2 separate regions of the Sus scrofa genome follow, and region 1 is linked to region 2. Evidence: chromatin contacts called from public Hi-C data. All regions are on one chromosome and are shown on one strand. Each heading gives the region's core, a stretch centred on a gene start, on an enhancer-like site or on the middle of the called end of the contact. The rest is flanking DNA. Distances are from core to core; before and after follow the strand shown.

The links. A called contact is a pair of places that touch in the nucleus more often than the background predicts.
Region 1: a Hi-C map of fetal skeletal muscle shows a contact between it and region 2, with 2.8 times the contacts expected there. The contact joins the enhancer-like site here to the promoter of VSIG10 in region 2. A contact is called at or near these places in 11 of 47 Hi-C or Micro-C datasets (embryonic fibroblasts, epiblast stem cells, fetal heart ventricle and 7 more) and 1 of 2 datasets of contacts at active chromatin or transcription factors (skeletal muscle).

Annotation. Positions count from the first base shown.
Region 1 is chr14:34,741,574-34,747,295 of Sscrofa11.1, forward strand. The region is part of intron 1 of KSR2 (kinase suppressor of Ras 2); the gene reads left to right. Among named protein-coding and RNA genes, the nearest start is that of KSR2, 69 kb to the left of the region's middle. Within about 2 kb of position 2,293, at least 26 of the 83 cell types and tissues checked have an H3K27ac peak or open chromatin away from gene starts, as enhancers often do. A contact at or near this core is called in fetal skeletal muscle, where this site is marked.
Region 2 is chr14:34,556,899-34,562,819 of Sscrofa11.1, forward strand. VSIG10 (V-set and immunoglobulin domain-containing protein 10) reads left to right here and starts at 1,262. Exons shown (of 10, transcript XM_001924427.5): 1 at 1,262-2,005; 2 at 2,210-2,433. The coding sequence starts at 2,355.

The DNA.
Region 1 (5,722 bases), core at 1,043-3,542, 190 kb after region 2:
ACTTGTTTTATGTCTGGGATCTTAGTTCTACTTTTCCTCTTATTCGGACAGTGAAGAATAAGGCAACAGATGGCCTGGGGTAGACCTTCCAGAGATGTTCTTGGCTGATATTTTTTGAGTTTAGCTCTGTCCCCCAGCTGCCCAGGGACCACAGGCATGGCATCCCAGAACTTCTGCAGTTTTCCCCTCAGTCACACCTCCTCTAGTGCAATACCCAGCTACTGGCTTTTTAAACAAATTTTTAAAAACAGCTTCATCCATCTTTGTCACTTGCCAGGAGGTCTCATGCTTCCATGCGTAGATGTAAATGCTGAGACCCCACCCCGAAAGCTTATATGTATCTGTCCAGCTAGGTCCCTGGGGAATGATGAAGGAAGAGGTAGGGGGATGGGCAGGGGGAAGTCATTTATACTAACCGGCTTTGCCCCCCTCAGGCCAGCCCTGGACAAAAGGGCCTGCTGTTACTTATTACCCTTCATGCAGGTTGTCCTTGTTTCAGAAAGGTTGGGAGAGGTTACACCTGGGACACAAGCTAAGTTTGCCTGAGGGGACCCCACAATCTTATTTTCCCCCTGCTTCTTCTCATTTGCAGGATGATCGGTCCTGCCTACATCATCACCCTGCCCTCTCTGGAATCAGCCCCTCAAGACTCGCTCATTTAATCAGATCGCCTAATTGGCACTGCAGGGGCGATGACGGATTAAGAACCTGAAGGCAGTGGTTCTGGACTTTTTGCCTCTGTCAGAACTATCTGGGGACCTTGTTTAAAAGAAATGAGAATCCCCCTGTCCCCAGGAGCATTTGATTCTGCATGTGTGGGTCGAGGGAAGCAGGGGCCCATCCTGCATGTTCTTAACAAGCTCCCCTAAGGGAGTGAAAGGTTGTCAACTTTAAAGTGTGGTATGGAAATAAAGGAATGGGGCAGGCTGAGGGGCCGCCTTAGCCCCTGCTTGTTTGTCCCTGGGACCGAAGGCAAGTTACATCATCACTCTGTGCCTCCATTTTCTCATCTCAAAAATGGGAATAAGGAGTTCCTTTCGTGGTGCAGCAGAAACAAATCCAACTAGGAACCATGAGGTTGCAGGTTTGACCCCTGGCCTTACTCAGTGGGTTAAGGATCCGGTGTTGCCGTGAGCTGTGGTGTAGGTTGCAGACGCAGCTCAGATTTGGCGTGGCTGTGGCTGTGGCACAGGCCAGCGGCTACAGCTCTGATTAGACTCCGAGCCTGGGAACCTCCATATTCGGCCCTAAAAAAGGACAAAAAAAAAAAAAAGTGACCAAAAAAAATGGGAATAAGACAGTTCTTAGCTCTTAGGGCACATAATGACAATCTAGTGACATTAAGGAAGTACTTAGTGTGGTGCCTGGCACATGGTAAATGCTCAATAAAACTTAGCTATGAAGATGATTATGAATGTATTATCGTGTAATATTTATTGATAGCATCCTTCTTAACTAAGCAGTAGGCACAGGGCTGGCAGGTAAAAAGTATCAACAGATGTCAGTTTTATTATTATAAATACATAATATATGCTATATAATATAAATATTGTTTAAAATTATGTATTATATATATATTAATACATATATTTTTTGGTCTTTTTAGGGCCATACCTTCAGCATATGGAGGTTCCTGGGCTAGGGGTTGAATCAGAGCTGCAGTTGCAGGCCTATACCACAGCCATGGCAACACTGGATAGGCGCCACATCTGCAACCTAGCTAGGATCTGCTAGCTCCTTGACCCAGTGATTGAAGCCAGAGATGGAACCCGTATCCTCATGGATGCTAGTCAGGTTCTTTACCTGCTGAGCCATAAGGTAACTCCTGAATTCTTATCTGTGATAGACCTATGACTATAATATATATTATACAGATACAGGCTACATATAATATGTACCATACAGTAGTATATAATAGATCAATATATAACATACTGTATCAATATAACATACTGTATATGTTATGTCATATATAGATATGTTTGAAATATATAGCAAAATGTATTGTTATGGCAAAAATATAAACATTATCATTATGTGAGGAAGTTACCAGTGGGGCTGGCATCTAAGTCAGTACTCATTAAATATATGAGCTCTTTTTTTTCTCTACTGTCTGTAATATTCATTAGCCATAAAAACGTAAAGAGAAGGAAAAGCTACCAGGAACACTGAAAGCTTTAACACAAAGCAGTGGGCGGTTTGGGGTAGAGCGAGCCGGCGCAGTAGGCAGCCCCAGGGCCAGCGCAGGACCGCTGGGTCCGGTTGGCTCCAGCGCGGAGATCCTGTTCTAACTGGGATGGGCTGGGGAGAGGAGGAAGGGAACGTCTCCCAGGCTGCCAGGCTTCAGCAGCGAATTTGCCTGCGGATGCAAATGGCCGGTTACTTGAGACGTGAGCGAGTCAAATAAATTCTCTCCGCTGTCAGCTGTCCCCCCCCACCCCAGCGGCGGGGATGTTATGACAATAGTCTCCCTGGCAACCGCGGGAAGGCGTCGGGCCGCTGAAGATTTCTTTACCCTCCACCACCGCCGCTGCTTCTGAGAACCTGGGAGCCTGGGCCGAAGAGCTGGTTCTGAACGTGGTGTGCCCGCTGGAAAAGGAGTTGGGTTATCTGGGCAGGGGCCTGATTCCCCCACCCCAGTGATGCTGGTTCATCGAAAGACCAAGAAATATGTCTTGCATGCTAGGCCCTGATCTGAACACTGGGGGAAAAGACAGGCAAAGCCCATGCTCTTTAGAGCTGACATTCTGATGGGTGTGTGATGATGATGATAGGGGGGGGCGTAACTATGGAAACCAATAAACAGGATAATTTGCGGGATAGCGATGAGTGCTCCCAAGGAAAAAAAACAGGGTGTTGTGCTGGTGACAGTGGAGGATGGTTGGGAAAGGATGACACTCCGGAGGATAGGAAAGTGCCATTTATGTCTAACGCCAGAGGGGAAGAACTCTAAGCTGTGGGAAGACGTGGGCCATTCGGTTTCAGGGCTTTGAGCTCTCTGCTACCAGCTGCTTCCTGCTAAAGAGAAGACAGCAGTGATATGGGGTGCTTGCTGAAGGCACCCTGAGGGGAACAGACGGCTCTGGAGCCTGTCTCTTCCTCCTGTGATTTTTAAGCCTCAGTTTCCACCTGTGTAAAATGGGCATTGCTATGAGGTTTACAGGAGAGCTGATTTCCATAAGGTCAGGAAGATCCCCAATCTGTACTGCACCCCTTTCCAGCTTCCATGGACTCTATTTTAGTGCTTTTTTTTTTTTATAAGTACCTAAAGTGGTGAAGGTTTTGGACCCCAGCAAACCAAACCTGAGGGGCTTTGCCGGTAGATCTCTCTCATGGTTCATCTTGGTTTAGATTCTGAGTGGAAAGTCCCCCGTTTTTACCTTAGAGATTTCAGACATAATTATTTATAGCTCTGTCACGTGCCCTGACTTTAAACTTTTTTTTTGTTTATGCTGCTAAATTTACCATCAAGCTAATACTGAGTACAGTAATAAGGCTTGAAGATGCTCAGATCCAGGAGGGAGGGTCTGAAGAAATTTTCCATCTGCGATGGAAAGTGCCAGGCTGCCCTCTGGTGTGGAGATGGAGAACTACAGCCTGCTCTCCAAGTCCTGTGATCCTTCTGACCCCAGGCCCAGGAAACCTTTTGTACCAGAGTGCAGGCGCTGATGGTGGGCTCAGCTTGCGAGTGCTATTCCATGGGCCCTGTGTTTCTTCCCTTGAAGATGGAATTTCTTTGAACTTTTTGCAGTTCAGCTCTGCATGGGCTTGAATAGAGGGTGACCTAAAAATAAATTAGGACACATGGGAAGGGTGAGGTCATGGTGAGGCCCCTTTCTAAGTGTTTCTCAACTTTGACCTCTAGATGGTATGAACTTTCTCCGCTTCAGCAAAGTGTTATGGGGAAGAGGGCTGGCAACTGGGCATCCTATCCTGAGTTCGAATCCTGACTCTCCTGCTGCTTTAGTGATGTGAACCTGGGCATAATTCCAAAGCCTCTGAGCCTCAGTTTCCCCATCTGTGGAATTAGTTAGTAACAGCTCAGCATCCACTTCAGCATTGTCACAGTGCTCTGCAAGGCAGTATCTTTAGAATCATTTTGGAAAATAATTTATTTAATGATGTAGGTGGATTAAGACCAATCCCTGAAAATTCCCCAAGTGGAGCTGTGCCTCTCACACTTTGTGTGGGGAAGGATCAGTTTTTTCCTTGCCTGGTACTTTGTAGCCAGTACAAGCTAGGATAAAAAATATCTTAGAAAAATGAAAGAGACCCCAAACGAAATATAAGCCTCTCTTGGGAACTATCAGATTCCACGGAAAATTACCCTGTCAAATAGCCATGACAGTGTCTAAATGCTCTCAATTTCTGTACTTCACTGGGCTGGGCTGCAGGGCCTTCCAGGCAGGGAGGGTGTGTAATTGATTTTATATTGCCCAGCTCTTTGTATTTAGAAAGTACCTAAACACACACAAACACACACACACCACTTTTAAATGAAAGGATGAGAGGCCTTTCTTCTCTTTGGGTAAACGTAGAACTCCCATCTTTATCATCCTATGGTCTTGCAACATCTCTTGTACGAGGCTGTTCTGGTAATTTTGCATCCTTGATGCCTGTGCTGACCCTAGGTGCCCTTCTTCCCTCTACTCCTCTCCTTGGCCTTGTGGTGTACGTTTGTATAGCTAGCTTGTCTGCCCCACTGGGAGCTCCTTCAGGCCTGGACTGGTGCAGCCTGCTCCTTGGATTCTCCAGGCTCTGGGTGAGGACAGCTCCTCAGGAGGTGCTTGGTAGAGGCCTGCTGTGCAAATCAGCCCACAGCCCTTAAAGGCCCCTGCTGGCAGAGTGGGGGTGGGGGTGGGGCTGCTCCCAGGCTTCCAGAACTGGTTTTCTGCCCAAGGATCCGGATGCTTAAGCTTGTCTGAGAAACAAACTGCTTTCCTTACATAATTCAGACAGTTAGATGGATGTTTCTCATGCTTGCCTGATGCGCAGGATCATTGGGGTGCTTATGTTTCTATGACTTCCTGGGCCTTCTCCAGATTCCCTGAATCAGAATTTCTAGGGCATGGGTCTGGAAGTTTAATTTTGAACAAACACCTCCAGATGATTCTTATGGTCAGGAAATTAGAGGGAGAGGGAACTAACTTGTAAAATTATCTAGTGCCTTAGGAGAGTTACTTAAGCTCTATAGCTCTCAGTTTCCTCATCTGTAAAATAGGCTGATGTGCATGTATGTGTATAGTTATATTTATTTATTTTTATGTGTTATATACATTTAAAATTTATTTAATGAAATGGCTAACATCATGACCCACATCTTTTTGTTGACAAGTATCTGACTTTCATGACATTTGTGATTAATTGTTACATAGATAATTCAAGCTTATGGAAAAATTACAAGATGCACAGGCATAAAAATGAGCAAATCTTACCTATAATCTAGAGATGCAGCTGCTAGCTGCTAGGAACATTTTTTTTTTTTGTATGTGTGTGTGTGTGAACATGTGCATTTATATTCAGAAAATGGGATGATACTGTTCCTGTTGTGTTGTTCTATTTGGCAGTAGATCATAACATTCTTTGTGTGTCAATAACTGAATGTTTGTTAGACTTGGGTTCAAATCTTGACTCCTTCACTTAGTAGCTGGGTGACCTTGGGCACGTTATTTAACCTTCCTGTGCCTTGATTTTCTCTACGGTGGAATTGGGACCGTCACTG
Region 2 (5,921 bases), core at 12-2,511:
ATACAGGCCCCTAAATAGTAAAGATGAGTACCTAAGGAAAAATTTCAAAGGACCCCAGATTCTTGCATCTTCCCATACAAAGAAAAACACTAACATCATTAACTTGAGATGTCTGTTCTTCCAGCCAAAAAGTTCTAACACATCCTGGCTCCCTCCCTTTTCTCTTGGAGCTGTTCCTCAGACCTGTCTGAAACTGTCTCTGTGGCTGTGGTGCTCAGTAAGTTTTCAGAATAAAACTTAACTCACAAGTTTTATACTGTGCATTTTTCTTTCAAGTTGACAAGACCAAGGCAGCCTTAGCATAAGTGACAAGATTGGCATATTGGCGGGAATTGGAGTCACACAGACATGGGTTCCAGTCCTGGTTTTACCACCAACTGGCTTGGTGACCTGGAGTTTAACCCCCAGCTGGAGGTTTCTCACTTGTAAAATGGGATTGAATGATTCTTCAGGTCCAAGGGTTGGAAGGACGGCCCAGTGAGATTAAGACTCTAAAGTTGCTTTAGAAAAAGTTCCCAGCTATGCAAAAGTGAGGTGCTGTAATCACTGCTGTAAAACATTGTGTAGGAGGTTGATCCTTCTGACAGTGGAGAGCTGGGCCTAAGCACCGAGCATTTGATTCAGCAAATATACCAGGAGGGCCTACTCTGAGCAAGTTCCCCTTGAGGTACTGTCAGGGTCACAGAAAATTCCAGACCCTCAACAGAACACTCACCACTTACTGATTTTATTCATATCTTGTTAACTTAAGGTGAGGATGTGAGGTATTCGTCAGAAAAGCTTGAGGAGCTGCAAGGAAATTTCATTTGCTTATTTAACATATATTGGGTGGTAACCAAGCTGCCAGGCTCTGGGAATAAAGGATGGTGAGGTGAATCATGGAGAGGCTTGACTTTCCATCACAAAGTAAAAAGATGAAAAACAAAAGCAAAAGTGGGAGAGGAAAGAGGAAAACTGTCAGGAGCTGGCTGAAGAGGTAAAATCACTGAGCAAAAGTGGGAAAAAAAGGAACTTTATGCAACTTTATGGCTCAGTTCATGGGCGAAAAATGCTTCTTCACTGGTTTCAAGAGGATTTCCTCATGGGAGAAGTATTTCAGTAAGGCACTTTTGGGCAACAGAGTGAATGATTTTCTTATAGCATTTTGTCCCCCCCCCAACATTTTATGATGAGGTGACGAGAAAATTTTCAAACACAGAAAAGTCCAAAGAATGGGAACATTCCTAGACTTCCTGCAGTCTACAGTTAATATGTCACTGTATTAGTTGCAGTTTTTTGTTTTTTTGGCTTTTTTTTTTTTTAAGACGAAGTTTCTGGTACAGCTGTTTCAGGGAGCACGTCTTCCTAAAGAGATTGTAACCCTGTTTTCCCCAGGACAGAAGAATGGGATGGGGGTATGGTGGGAAGAGGGGTATTTTAGCCCGGGAATGTAGCTCTCTGGGAACCAGACTGGATGGGGGCGGGGGAATTAAAAGGGAAAAACAAAAAAGCTCTCGAGAACCCAGTTCCGCTGAACCTGGGCCCTCACTCTTACTGTGAGGTCTCATCCAGTTAACCGGAGGACCTGAGTCTCGTGGCTGCTCTTGGCTGGAAGGTCTAAGGGATCATCTTTCTTCTGATCTAGACTTGCTTCCTTCTGCAAAGGGTTGAGAAGGGCAGCGATGGCGGCCCCGGCGCCCGCCCGGAGCACAGGGAAACAAATGAAAATCTCTAGAGCAGCTCAGCCGAAAGAACCCTGAATTCTGCAGCTTGGCAGCCGGCCCCTTCGCGACGCCCCTCCGGGTGCAGCAGCTAGAGCGCCCGGGAGGCAGCAGCCAACGGGCCGGGGCGGGGGTGTCCTCCTGCGGCAGCTGCAGGGATCTACCCGGCCCAGCTGGCCGCGCGACTCTCGGCCGCCGTCCCGGGCGGAGTGGGCTCTGGGAGGGACCAGCCTCAGCGCTCCTCCCCCGCCGGTCCGGACCCGACTCGGCGCGCCCTCTGCAGAAAGCCCTCCTCTCCGGGCGAGGTAGGGGAAGTTGAACTCCCGCCTGGATGGGAGGCGGGAGGGAGCCCGACTCCTGTTGTTTTCCGCGAGCCGGAGTGGGTGGCGGGCGCAGGGGGCGGGGTGCACCCTCCCACCCTGGCCGGGCGCTCCCGAGAGAGAGTCGCGCTCGGAACCCAGCGCAGCTGCTAGCCTCACACATCGAGTTCACCCAAGCATCCTTCGTAGGGGCTGCGGAAAGTGGAGCTACTCAGTCGTTCCGAGGACCTGGGAGGAGCACTCAGTACCCCAGGGGCTGGGCCCTGAGGGGCGCACACCCAGCCTAGCCGGAGCCTGCGTTTCCCGAGGGGCCCCTGCCCACAACTGGGGCGAGATGGCCGCAGGCGTCCGGGTGCCGGAACCTCAGGTCCTCGTCTGCCTCTGGGCGCTCCTGACCCGCTGGGTCGTCGCAGGTAAGGGACCGCGATCTGGAGGGAAAAGTTGAGCTTTGCCAGGCAGCGGTGGGGAGCCTAGAGCCGGGGACCGAATTCCCTCCTACTCTGCGGGATCCGGTTGTGGCCTCGGCCCGGGAGTCGCCCCGGTAGGGTCTTGAGTTTCCTGCTCGCAGCTCGGTTTTTTGCAGGGAGGAATTTTCCCGGACGCTTGATGGAGGGGAGGACATCCTCACCTTCTTGGAGTGGGCAGCGGGCGAGGCTGCAAAGGGCCTGCAGAGAGGTGATGGGAAAACCATGGCACTTGAAGATGGGAAAATTGAAGAGGGAGGTGTTTATTTTTATTTTTTTTAAGCGTCAGATGTAAGTTCGAGTTCTGGTTTTACGTGCTGAGCTGGTTCTCAAACCCGAGGTTCCTTTATTTCCTCTCCTTACTCTACCCAAGGTTGAACTCGCCTTGCACCTGTAACCTGTGGATTTCCCTACACACACCACTGCAAGCGGACCTGTGTGGACTAGCGCAAAGTTGGGCTTTTCTCCCTCACTTGAAAAGCAAAACAAAACTTTTATTTTGAAATAATTTCAGACTTAAAGAAAACCTCCCCTGCACTTGACATCATCTCTTAAACTTGACATGATTGGCAAAAGGTCTTAAATGCTTCATCTATGCTCTCTGTCTTGTAACAATAAAGAATAGAAGGTTGCTTACAAAAACATAAAGAATTTTAAAAAGAATGAAAAAAAATTTTTGTATTTAGTTCACCAGCCAATGCATGTCTTTTGTGTGCAGGGTGGTGTGACATGCAATGAGAGGAATGGAGTGGAGGGAAAGGAGATGTTAGTTTGCCAGAATACTTGCAGCGTCCTATTTTCAGGGTTACCCAGTCTGGCACACAGCACACCCAGCTGATCTGTAGGTTCCTAGAGGAATTGCCCCACTGAGCTTCCTAGTGGCAAGTGCCGAAAGTTCCTAATCATGAAGCTGTCCTAAGTTTTTGTTTTGCTTCTAGCAATTATTAAAAACAGTTGTTTCTCATAAGTTAGATTTCTAGTTTATCTGGAAAAATCTGAAGATCTGGCAGCACAGGGACTGTTTTCCAACATGGTACTGAGCAGTGGTCACCTGTTTTCATCCAGGGCAAGTGACTTCAAATTTATTCTCCCTCTTGCTGCTATAGTACTGACCCCTGGCCCACTGCAGACATGGACATTACCTGCTGGCCCCTCCAGGCATTTGACTTGGTGGTCACCATGCAGGGGGGAGGAGAAGTGGACACACAGTTTCCAACTGGCCATCCCTGGAAGTTAAAGGTGATTGTGTATTCCCTTCTCCCCAGCTGTCTGCAGTGTTTACTGCATTGTAACTGTCAAGGGCCTGGGGACATCAGAAGCCTGGGTTGAAATCATCATACTGGAATGAACTGGCTGCAGCTCACCACACAGGGAAGCTTCCTCCATTGCCATGCCCAGTTATTTTGATGCCCAGGCCAAGTTCACCTATGTGTCCAGTGCCAGGGGGGCCTCCCTGGCCTGATATATTTTTGTTCTTTGTTTTTCAAGCCAGCAGTTGACTTGGGAGGAAAAATTTTCTTTTTCCTGTTCATTTAACTCCAGTCGGTGTTCATGCCCCCACTGTCATCTCAGATTGTAAACCTGGGGTCATTCTTGGGGGAAGGTGTAGGAAAAAGAAATGTTTGGGTACAAACTCAACTCTGTAAATGATAATATGAGGGCAGCATTGGGAAATGGTTATTTATATTGCTCCTTCCTTTGGTCCATTTCTGAATTTAAGGTTGGGAGACCTTTGAGGACCCTCTGGACAACTTGCGGATGACTTCTAGTAGCACAAATTGTTACCATGTCTTACTGTCTCACCCTTCTGGTTGGGAGACCAGAGTAAATTCCTGTGACCTGGAGCATTGAAGAACTGAATGGCAGTCCCAGCTTTCCCAGTGGCTTGTGTGAGGCCTTAAGTAAATCACTCAAGTTTTCTGAACCTCAGTTTTCTCAATTGTACAATGAAAGGGTTTACGGAAGTTCCCTTGTGGCACAGTGGGTTAAGGATGCGGTGATGTCACTACTGTGGCTTGGGTCACTGCTGTGGTGCAGATTTCATCCCTGACCTGGGAACTTCCACATGCCTCAAGCATGACCAAAAAATCAATCAAATAAAATGAGGGGGTTAGGATGGTCAAGTGTGGAATTAGTGCATCCTGAAGGACTCCCCATTCTTGTCTATGTCAGACATTACTAATGTATTCTCCGCTGAGCCCTGATGCAGCCTACCCTGATCTTTAACCCAGCCCTCAGGACTGCCAGCGTCTCAGGACAGAATGACCTCTCAGGTCACCTTCAGCTTCAGTGGTTAAAAAGAATGGAGTGAGCAAAGCCAGGAGAAGTGAAATGCCTTAAAATGGTGGATTTTGTAGTTATGTCATTCTACTCCTTGGAGGAAAAGACAATATTAGCTCAAGTTCCAAGACTAGTGTTTCACCAGGGCTTGTCCAAGTTTTTTTTTTTTTTTTTAATTCCTTTGCCAAGGAGCCTGGGAAGGAGCAAGTCTGCAGATCTCGTGAGCACACATTGTTGTGTCTGTAACTCTCTAGTTCTCTTCTCAGTGGGAATTACCCCTGAGAACTTGGGCTCCCACACCTAATTGTTTAAAAATAACTCTCACTTGTTTTTTCACATGATTTTTCTTGTTCTTTTGGAATCTCTAGCATTAGGTGACATTCTCTGCCTTGCAGCAAGTGGTTTAGAATTTTCTCTTTTTTTCACCTTGCTCTGGTTTATTGGAAATGATGTGGCCAAAACTGGGAGAGAGTCAGAACATTCTGTGGCTCCAGGCTGGCTTCTGATCTTTCACAGGGGACCCCTTTAACCAGACAAAAGGCCAAATACAGATAACTGTTACTTTCTTTTATAAAAAGGAAGGAGTTCCAGAGGCAGGTAGCCATTTTTTAAAAATTTTTCATAACCACCTACTACAGATATAATTTACATACCATAAAATTCACTCTTTTAAAATGCACAATTCACTGGTGTTTAGTATATTCACAAGATTGTGCAACTATCGCCACTAAATAATTCCAGAACATTTTCATCACTACAAACAGAAGCACTCAACGTAAATATTAACAATTATTCCCCACTACCTGCCCCCATTCCTAGATAAGCCACTTACCCAGCCCTAGACAACAGCTAATCTACTTTCTATCTCCACAGATTTGGCTATTTGGATATTTCATATAAGTGGAATCACACAATACATTGTCTTTTATGACTGCCTTCTTTCACTTAGCATAATGTTTTCAAGATTCATCCATGCCATAGTATGTACTTCATTACTTTTTATGGCCAAATAATATTCCCATTGTATGGATATACCACATTTTATTTATCCTTTCATCAACTGATGGTCATTTGGACTGTTTCCCCCTTTTGGCTGTCACGAATGATTCATGTGAACATACATGTACAATTTTTTTGTGCAGATGTGTGTTTCATTT